Regions from separate parts of the Ovis aries genome. Here region 2 is linked to region 1. A link is a contact called in public Hi-C data. All regions are on one chromosome and are shown on one strand. Each heading gives the region's core, a stretch centred on a gene start, on an enhancer-like site or on the middle of the called end of the contact. The rest is flanking DNA. Distances are from core to core; before and after follow the strand shown. Region 1 has its middle 10 kb from the start of CDK18. Region 2 has its middle 17 kb from the start of ELK4.

Region 1 (4,961 bases), core at 2,386-4,885:
GTACAGAATGACTTGCCACGGTGCTTGGAACAGGGTAAGAGGACGATCAGTGTCAGCTCTTATTATTTTCGAGGGAGAGGGAGTGAGAGGAGCATTCGTGAGACTCTCAAAGGATTCTTGGTCCAGAAAAGGCCAGTCTCGTCCAGTGGGCAAGACTGACCTGCGTGCTGACCGCAGGGCACGCAGTAACAGGTGCTAATGGGTGTTCATCCAAGGGGCGCTGCGGGCACCTTCACCTTCCGCCCTGCGTCCCCCAAGCACCGGGTGGATCAGGACCCTGCTCTGAACGGTGGTTCAGAAGTAAAGGTTGAATGGACCACTCATGGCCATTGAGTTCAGGCTGGAACAACATGTGAGGTGAGACCAGAACTCCGTTTCTTCCAGTTGGACGGATTAAAGGGAGGAAAAAGAAGACGACGAAGGCCTTTGCTCCTGATCACATTAAAAAGCAATAGCCTGCACGGCAATTAGACCCCCGTAAATTACAGAGCCTGCCTGTCAGCCGGCTCGGCGCTATCTCATTAGCCCGCGTGCCAGAGACGCTACACGCCCTGCTGGGAGCCGCCCCGTTGCCAAGCGCCTGCTCCATAATTAGACACAGAGCCCCGACCTCGGCAAGGCGCCCACCCGCCCATCCTGAGGGGCAGGTGCAGGGCACGGGCGGCCCGGCTGCGAGCCCTGCTCAGGGGAAGGGAGGTCAGAGCGCAGGTCTGAGTGGAGAGTCCCAGCCCTGCTGTGACCTTGGGAGGAGGTCTGGGAAGTCCTCGGGGAAGGAAGTGAAAGGGCATGGGCCTAGGGCAGGGACCCCGCCTTCTCTCCACTGGACACCCGGTACCGGGAGCAATGGGCCAGACGGGCTTCCCGGGAGACTCTGGGCTGGAGGTGAACTCCAGGAAGGTCAGGAGGTGGTGAAGTCTTTGCTCCAGGTTTGTCTGAGAACATTTAAGCACCCAAGCCACCTAGCACGCGTGCGCGCGCACACACACACACACACACACACACACACACACACTGGTTCTCAGTCACCCGTGGGCTGGTGGGGATGGTACCTGGGGCCGGGAGAGGACTCAGGGCTGGGGCAATACGGCCCCCGGAGGCCCCTGTAGCCAGAATTACAGTAAGGGCTGGGCTGGTAGGCAGGTGCCCAAGATGGAAATATAACAAGATGTGTGTAGGAGAAATCATTCTCCAAGCCTCTTAGGGCAGAGATGAGCACACTTAATGGTCAGGAATGCTCCAGGGACGAGACAGTGGGGCTGGACACCACAGAGCTTGTGCTTTGCCAAGTGGAGGACGCAGACTCCCTGGGAAGGCAAGAGGGCCCCGAGCTGGTCCCAGCAGCTCTCTGCCCACCCCCACAAAGCCCCCAGCCTCTCTTCTAGATCCGCTTTGCACAGGTGAAGAGAGGCCCCCAGGGAGGCGTGCTGGGTGCCCGGCCTGCCCTGATGCCCACGGGTCTCCAACCAACCACGACCGCCCGCTGAAGGAGGGAGAGGACACTGCAGGTGCCCACAGCACTCGTCGTACGCGGCAGCCCAGCCCCGGAGACAGGGTGAAGCAAGAGAGGGGAGACTGCAGGGCAGGCAGCTTCCCGGGGCCTGGAGAGGGCAGCACCGTGCCCCTCGGAGTGCCCTCTTGTGCCCCCTCCCCAGCCCAAGCGGCTTGGGCCCTGATGAGTGCTGTTCCGACCTCCAGCTCCAGCAGCCCGGTTCTGACGGAAAAGGGGAGCACCGCAGAGAAAAGACGGCGAAGGGCAAGATGGCCAAAGACGGGGAGACTGAGCCGGAGCCCGGAGGGCGGGCGCGGACGGAGGTGGGCGCCGTCTGGCATCCATCAGTGAGGCATTTCGTCTTAACGGGGCACAGAGCTCAGGAACTGCCTCTGCTGAGAGAAGAGAGCTCAGACCTGGGCCTTGCCCTCCCCCAGGTGCTTCTCCCAGCTCTGACTGGCCCAGGCTGAGGCTGCCACCCACCCCGGCCCCCCCAGTCCTGACCGAGAGGACAGGAGGCTGCGGACGGCCTCAGAGGGTGACTCACACCGCTGGTCTCTGAGGCTGGCAGAGCCTGGAGCAACTCCAGGCGGGCTGTGCTCCTCCCAGCGCCCGCTCCGAGCCCCAGCTCATCAGCAGCCCTGGGCCAGGGCCCCCCTCCCACAGCGGCCCAAAGGAGCCAAGTTTCCCAGCCCAGCCTGTCCCGCCAGGCCCACTGGGAGCCCTTCGCCACCACACCTTGGGAGCCCAGCCCAGGAACCATTGTTCCCTGGAGCCATGGCTCATTTTCCTGGGGGCTCCTCCCAGTCCAGCTTCCCCTTTTCCTGCAGCCAGGGAGGGGTTGGGGCTCCCGGGTGGCCAGGTGTGGCTCGAGGAGTGGGAGGGAGCCAGGCCGACAGCAGGGGTCAGCGGGGGTCAGGAGCCAGAAGCAATCCGGACGGGCCCCGGTGTGGGGCCCCTCCTGGAGGAGTGAGGAGGAAGTGGGGGGGGGGGGTTATACTCACAATCCCTTTTACTTTGGGGGGAGCCCATGACCAGAATGGTGAAGACTGCCAGAGCCTCCCAGGAACACACCCCGTCTGCGTGAGGGAGCAGATAAGCCTGATCAGCTCAGACATACCTGGGTGATCAGTTAGGTGCAGGCCCCTACATCTGCATGAGCAAGCATGTCTGGTCAAAGCACATCTGGCTGTGTCGGGTCCGAACGGGTGAAAACAGACCTGAGAGGCCAGGCGGTGAAGATAAGTCTATCTGCGTGAACAGGTGTGGCCAGCTACAATACCTGAACACACCAGGCTGCCCCAGAGCAGACCCGAGTGCCAAACCACCTGGCAAGAGAGACCCATCTGGGGAGCCAGCTTCCGCACGTGACAGCCCGGCCTCACAGCTGGGCATCTGGCAGTGCCCACTGTGGCAAGGGGAAGGGGGGCACTGGGACGGTCGGGATCCCAGGCCCGCTGTTGGCCGCGGCGAGCTGGCCCCTGGCTACTCGGGGGTGGTAATACTACACTGCGTTTCTTCCCCAGGATCCCCTCCATTTATGAACTCACGACTCCGCTCTTAGTTAAACAGCTGGTGACTGAACCTGACCCAGTATTTACTCCTGGAGAGAGGGCAAAAGAGCAGGCGTCACCTAGGGCAGCCTGACGCCGCAGCCAGCTGGGTGCGGGGGGAGGGCCAGGGAGGGAGGCCCTGCTGTCTTTTCTTGGGTCGTTGTTGTTCAGCAGCTCAGTCGTGTCCGACTCTTTGCGACCCCATGGGCTGCAGCACGCCAGGCCTCCCTGTCCACCACCAACTACCAGAGTTTACTCAAACTCATGTCCATTGAGTTGGTGATGCCATCCAACCATCTCATCCTCTGTCGTCCCGTTCTCCTCCCGCCTTCCATCTTGCCCAGCATCAGGGTCTTTTCCAGTGAGTCAGTTCTTCGCATCAGGGAGCCCAAGTATTGGAGCTTCAGCATCAGTCCTTCCCATGAATATCTGCTTGGGCACCGGAGGGTCTTTCAGGCCACAGGTGTGCCCCCGGGCAGCCATCTCCCGCCTCCTCCTGGCTCGGGCTGGGAGGGACAGAAAGGGGACTCTGTCCCCAGGGACTGTCCCTAGGAGGGTGAGAGTCGAGTAGATAAGGGACCTCAGCCAGAAGCTGTTAGAAACCCAAACCTCTCCCTCGAGATAAGAAGGCCCCCCGGATCCTGCCCTGGACCCAGTGGGTGGGAGGCTTCCGGGGGAAGGAGCCTCCCTGCGGGAAAGCAGCCAACCTGCTTTTCTCTGGAAGGGGATGGGAAGAGGAAAGGGGGGCTGGCGAGCCTCTCAGAGGAATGAAAGCGGATGGCTCCTCAGCAACAGGGCTGGGCCACCTTCCTGCAAAGGACTCAGACCTGAGACTGAGAATCCAGGAATTTGGTGATTTCCCTGCATTAGGCACTGGAACTCCCCCTGGCACGATTAGCCATAAACCTTGAAACCGAAAACACTCAAAGGGTGAAGAATCTGTCTGCAGTGCAGGAGACCCGGGTTCGATCCCTGGGTTGGGAAGATCCCCTGGAGAAGGGAATGGCTACCCACTCCAGCATTCTTGCTTGGAGAATCCCATGAACAGAGGAGCCTGGCGGGCTACAGTCCATGGGGTTGTAAAAGAGTCAGACATGACTGAGCAACTTCACTTTTGCTTTCTTCCACTTTCACTTTCTTTCGAAACCCGATGTAATTGCCAGGTTCTTCCAGAAAGAAGAGCTGAGGGATCTCTCTTACTAGCCGGGCCTGGAGGAGAAGCCCTAGAGACAGCGCTTCAAAGGGCAGGGAGGGGGCCGAGGTGGTGGGGAGGCTTCTGAAGAAAGGAAAAGTAGGGACAGGGTTAGCAGCCAGTGTGTACTCCTGATGGGAACTTGCTTTACAGGCGCCTGTTATGTGTCAGGCACCCTGTGCAGATCAGAATTAATGCTCGTGATGACAGTAAGTGGACATTATTATCCCACTTTACAGATGAGGAAACCGAGGCTTATAAGTGGTCAAGTGACTTTGCTGGTCCCTAGTGAGTGAAAGCGTTAGCCTCTCAGTCATGTCCAGCTCTTTACAATCCCATGAACTGTAGCCCCTCAGGCTCCTCTGTCCACGGAACTCTCCAGGCAAGAATATTGCAGGGGGTAGCCATTCCCTTCTCCAGGGGATCTTCCCAATCCAAGGATGGAACCTGGGTTGCTTGCATTGCAGGCAGATTCTTTACTGTCTGAGCCACCAGGGAAGGTCCCCAGTGAGAGGCAGGGCTGAATACAAATCCAGGTCTGAGTCCAGAGCCCATGTGTCTTCTGCAATGCTACATTGCTCAAACCAGGCTGCAGACGCCCTCCAGACACCAGAGCCCAGCATAGGGCAGGTCAAGCCAGGGGAGGGAGTCCCAGCCACAACCTCAGGGTGCCCACACTCAGAGGTCATGCTCCCAGCAGCCCCCAGAGACCGCCCATCAGAGGCAG
Region 2 (5,216 bases), core at 180-2,679, 170 kb before region 1:
GCACTTGTAAATAAAATTGTTTTCTCGGGCTTCCCTTGTGGCTCAGTGGTAAAGAATCCGCCTGCCAGTGCAGGAGACACAGGCTTGATCCCTGTGGGAAGGGAAGGAAGATCCCACATCCAAAGAGCAGCTGGGCCCGTGCACCATTAGCCTTCGCTCAAAGAACCGAGGAAGTGCACCTCCTGAAGCCTAGAGCCGAGATAAGGCCCTCTGAAATTAAAACAATCTTTTTTATATAATTTCACTTACTTATTCATTGGCTATGCTGGGTCTTTGTTGCTGCGCAGGCTTTTTCTCTAGCTGCAGTGAGAGGGGGCCGCTCTCCAGGTGTGGTCTGCAGGCCAAAGATTGTTTTCTTAATTTCAGAGGGCCTTACTAGCACAAATTTTCAATACTGGAGACCCGCTAAGCCAGCTCACAGGCTGTGAGGTCTTGTGTTGGTAGCTCTTCAGTTGTTGTTTTTTTTATATTGGATTATAGTTGATTCACAATGGTAATTCCTCAGCTTTAAACTACATTCCTCACAGAAATGCCAGCTCACTAAGAAGTACAGAAAAGGGGGAAAGAAGAAGGAAGAAAGGGGGCTCTGGAAAGAAGGAAACTGCAAGTAACCTCAAAGATACCACAAATAGGATTTACTCAGTCCTTTCCACGTGGGTCTCAGATGAGTCAAGGACACAACCTGGCCAGTGTCCTTTAAGATCATTAATTTAGATGGAAAGGAATAAGAGGTGTGATCAGGTGTGCATAGATGTATCAGGTAGGATGTACATAGAAAATTTAAGAACACGAAGCAAAGACGTTAACAGAGTTTAGAGAAAGGAAACGATTGTTGTGGAGAGAGGAGGGTCAGGCTATCCGCACCTCCCTACCTTCACCCCCCAGCGCCTGCCATCTCCCAGAACAGGATGGAGTGCTGGCTTGTGGTCTGAGCCCAGGAATTGGAGGGGGGCTGCCCCATCCTTTGTTCCTTCATGGGTCTGTCTTTCCGGCCTGGGGTGCTTCTCCCTGCAGGAACGGGAGTGGGAGGGGCGGGGGTAGGGAACACCCCCTCGGTGGGCAGCTTGGGGCTGGGGGTGCTGCTTGTGCAGCCGGGGAAAGAGCTCTTGGTTTCCAGGATCAAATTTGACTACAGCGGCCTGGCAGCTTTGTCACCGTTGGCTGGAGGGTTGTGCAGAGTTGAAACTCACTGCTACCCAACACCGTCACGAGATCTCCACACATGAGGAGGAGCATGGGGTGCCCTGGCAATCCCGCCCCTTGACTTCAGTCTGCCCTTGACTAACGCCTGACCTTTGACAAGTCATTCCACTGTGTGTATGCTGAGGGGTTAGCCAACTGTCTCTGCAGACACAGCTCTGGACTCCCGCCCTTCGTGGCTCCGTGCCACGTTCTGCTCCCCAGGATGCTGTTTAGTACCCTGCAGTGCCCAGTGACCGTTCTCTCCTTCTCGTCACACAGTCTTTGTCTACTGTCCCGTGTGCTGGACATGACGTGCACCCCAGGGCTGTGGCAATGAAGAGACACTCACTGAGCTCAGATGCAGCTGGGAGGGGGCACACCGGGAGGGCCTCCTGCCCCTTAGGGGGCTCTGTCCTGGGGAGGGGATGGCCTCTGGGAAGCGAGGTGAGGGTCCGTCCGTGGAAAGCCGCCTGGACCCCGAGACTCCCTCACAGGCGGCCGTGACTTCTCCCAGTGAGCTGAAGGGAGCGGAGCAGTGGGAGGACCCTGGGATCCTTCGCCAGGGACGGCCCCGAGGCCTGCTGAGAAGAGGGTGACTTGCCCCGGGCACACTGACGCGGGGCTGTTTCTGTGCTACTCAGTGGAAGCGAGGGGTATGGGGGAAGACTCTGCATTATCTTTGCAGCTTGTATTATTCCAATATAAAAAGTTTCTTTCTTTTTAATGTAGAAGACTTTTGATCCCTCTCACCACCTTCTAATAGGCACCCAAAAGATCTGTTAATCAACCATTACTATTCACTGACAGGTGTAAGGCACCATTGTACATGTAACTAAGGGGGTTATGAAGATATATCAAAGGTGGTCTTTGTTCTCTGTGAGTACTGAGGCTTTTCCATGGAAAAATAAAGCTTGTTCAAATGAGGTTATTTCTAATGGTGCAAGGCAGTTTGACACGTGCCAATGATACACAGGAGTACAAGGAGGATGGGGGAGAGACCACTGCCAGGAGGATGCTTTTTAAATAGGGACAGAGATTCAGTTCAGTTCAGTTCAGTCGCTCAGTCGTGTCTGACTCTTTGCCACCCCATGGACTGCAGCACGCCAGGCCTCCCTGTCCATCACCAACTCCTGGAGCCTACTCAAACCCATGTCCATCGCGTCAGTGATGCCACCCAACCAACTCATCCTCTGTCGTCCCCTTCTCCTCCTGCCTTCAATCTTTCCCAGCATCAGGGTCTTTTCCTGACTCAGTTCTTCACATCAGGTGGCCAAAGTACTGGAGTTTCAGCTTCAACATCAGTCCTTCCAATGAAAACCCAGGACTGATCTCCTTTAGGATGGACTGGTTGGATCTCCTTTCAGTCCAAGGGACTCTCAAGAGTCTTATCCAACACCAGAGCTCAAAATCATCAGTTCTTCAGTGCTCAGCCTTCTTCACAGTCCAACTCTCACATCCATACATGACCACTGAAAAAACCATAGCCTTGACTAGATGGACCTTTGTTGGCAGAGTAACGTCTCTGCTCTCTAATATGCTGTCTAGGTTGGTCATAACTTTCCTTCCAAGGAGTAAGCGTCTTTTAACTTCATGGCTGCAGTCACCATCTGCAGTGATTTTGGAGCCCCCCAAAATAAAGTCTGCCACTGTTTCCACTGTTTCCCCATCTATTTGGCATGAAGTGATGGGACCGGATGCCATGATCTTAGTTTTCTGAATGCTGAAATTTAAGCCAACTTTTTCACTCTCCTCTTTCACTTTCATCAAGAGGCTCTTTAGTTCTTCTTTGCTTTCTGTCATAAGGGTGGTCATCTCACATGCTAGTAAAGTAATGCTCAAAATTCCCCAAGCCAGGCTTCAACAATACATGAACCGTGAACTTCCAGATGTTCATGCTGGTTTTAGAAAAGGTAGAGGAACCAGAGATCAAATTTCCAACATCTGTTGGATCATCGAAAAAGCAAGAGAGTTCCAGAAAAACATCTATTTCTGCTTTATTGACTACGCCAAAGCCTTTCACTGTGTGGATCACAACAAACTGTGGAAAATTCTGAAAGAGATGGGAATACCAGACTACCTGACCTGCCTCCTGAGAAATTTGCATGCAGGTCAGGAAGCAACAGTTAGAACTGGACATGGAACAACAGACTGGTTCCAAATAGGAAAAGGACTATGTCAAGGCTGTATATTGTCACCATGTTTATTTAACTTATATGCAGAGTACATCATGAGAAACGCTGGGCTGGAAGAAGCACAAGCTGGAATCAAGATTGCCAGGAGAAATATCAATAACCTCAGATATGCACAGGACAAAGATTATTGCCTTCTAAAAAAGTTCACATGTTTTTGACTTAACGAACACTTTAGAAATACATGAGCACTTCAATCAATTATATACACAGATTCTCAGTCTTCTTGCATTAGTCATAAATATCCTTCACCCTGACTGCCTCACTGCTTACCTCACTGTCCGTCATGGCGTCCCTCTCCTGGACTAATTCATTAACCTTAGCCGTCTCCCCTTCTCCAGTCTAATCTCCACTTACCCTGACTGCTTGGACTGCAAGCAGTTACAGGCAAGTTAGGTCCATGCTTGTCCTGCAGCCTAAGCTAGCTTCCCACGCACCGAGCTGACGGCCCCGTGCAGGGGAGCCTCACCTGCATGTGGCTGCTTCACACGTGGCTCCATCCACCTCTTTATCCCCTTCCTCTCCACCTCCTCGTTCTCCCATCCTCTCAAACACCACTCCAGCCACAGTGGGTTTCTTCCCACTGCTCAGCCAAACTTGGCTCGTCTGAGCCTCAGGACTTCTGGCCTTGCTGCACTCTCTTCATGGAAAATCCTCTGCTTCTCTGCCTACAGCAGTTGCTGTTCTGCCACCTTCGGCTTAAACCTCTCCTCTGGTTCCCTGTAGTTAATTGCTTCCTTTCCTGTCTTCCCATAACACACTGCTAACGTGCTACCCACGTATATTAGACAAAAACGTGGCTTATCCCACAGAATGGGTGGAAATAATGGAGCGACTGACAAGGGATTCATCTTCGAAATATATTAATATAAACAGCCCATGCAGCTCAGCAACAAAAAACAACCCAATCAGAAAATGGCTGGCAGGCCCAAATAGATATTTCTCCAAAGAAGATGTACACTGGCCTCCAAAGAAGGCCAAAAAGTACCTGGAAAGATGCTCAATATTATTAACTATTAGAGAAATGCAAACCAAAACTACAATGAGGTATCACCTCACACTGGTCAGAATGGCCATCATCAAAATATCCACAAACAATAAATGCTGGAGAGGGTGTGGAGAAAGGGGAACTTTTCTACACTGTTGCTGGGAATGTAAATTGGTACAACCATTATGGAGAACAGTATGAAAGTTCCTTAAGAAAACCAAAAACAGAGCTACCATATAATCCAGCAGTCCCACTCCTGAGCATTTACCTGGAGAAAACCATAATTCGAAAAGACACATGCCCCCCCAGTGTTCATTGCAGCATTATTTACAATAGCTAGTACGTGGAAGCAACTTAATTATCCATTGACAGAGGAACGGATAAAGATGTGGTACGGTACACTTACACAATGCAATATCACTCAGTCATGAAAAAGAAGAAAGTAGTGCCATTTGCAGCAACATGGATGGGCCCAGAGATTATCATACTGAGCGAAGCAAGTCAGGAGGAGAAAGGACAAATATTGTATGATATTGCTTGTAAGTGGAATCTGAAAACGGTGCAAATGAACCTGTTTACAAAATAGAAATAGAGTCACAGATGTATAAATCAGTCTTACGATCACCAAGGGGAAAGGGAGGGGGGGTAAACTGGAAGATTGGGGTTGACATATACACACTACTACCCATAAAATAGGTGACTAATAAGGACCTACTGTTTAGCACAGGGAACTCTACTCAGCACTCTGTAATGACCTATATGGGAAAAGAATCTAAAAAATAGTCGATACATGTATAACTGATTTACTCTGCTGGAGAGCAGGAGGTAGCACACCATTGCAAATCAATTATATTCTA

What was found. Hi-C and Micro-C count contacts between places; a contact is called where the count stands out from the background.
Region 2: a Hi-C map of liver shows a contact between it and region 1, with 2.9 times the contacts expected there. The contact joins two enhancer-like sites. A contact is called at or near these places in 3 of 16 Hi-C or Micro-C datasets (hypothalamus, liver and tail adipose tissue).

Annotation. Positions count from the first base shown.
Region 1 is chr12:3,100,790-3,105,750 of ARS-UI_Ramb_v3.0, reverse strand. No RefSeq gene overlaps it. Among named protein-coding and RNA genes, the nearest start is that of CDK18, 10 kb to the left of the region's middle. Within about 2 kb of position 3,635, at least 14 of the 54 cell types and tissues checked have an H3K27ac peak or open chromatin away from gene starts, as enhancers often do. A contact at or near this core is called in liver, where this site is marked.
Region 2 is chr12:3,265,359-3,270,574 of ARS-UI_Ramb_v3.0, reverse strand. No RefSeq gene overlaps it. Among named protein-coding and RNA genes, the nearest start is that of ELK4, 17 kb to the right of the region's middle. Within about 2 kb of position 1,429, at least 7 of the 54 cell types and tissues checked have an H3K27ac peak or open chromatin away from gene starts, as enhancers often do. A contact at or near this core is called in liver, where this site is marked.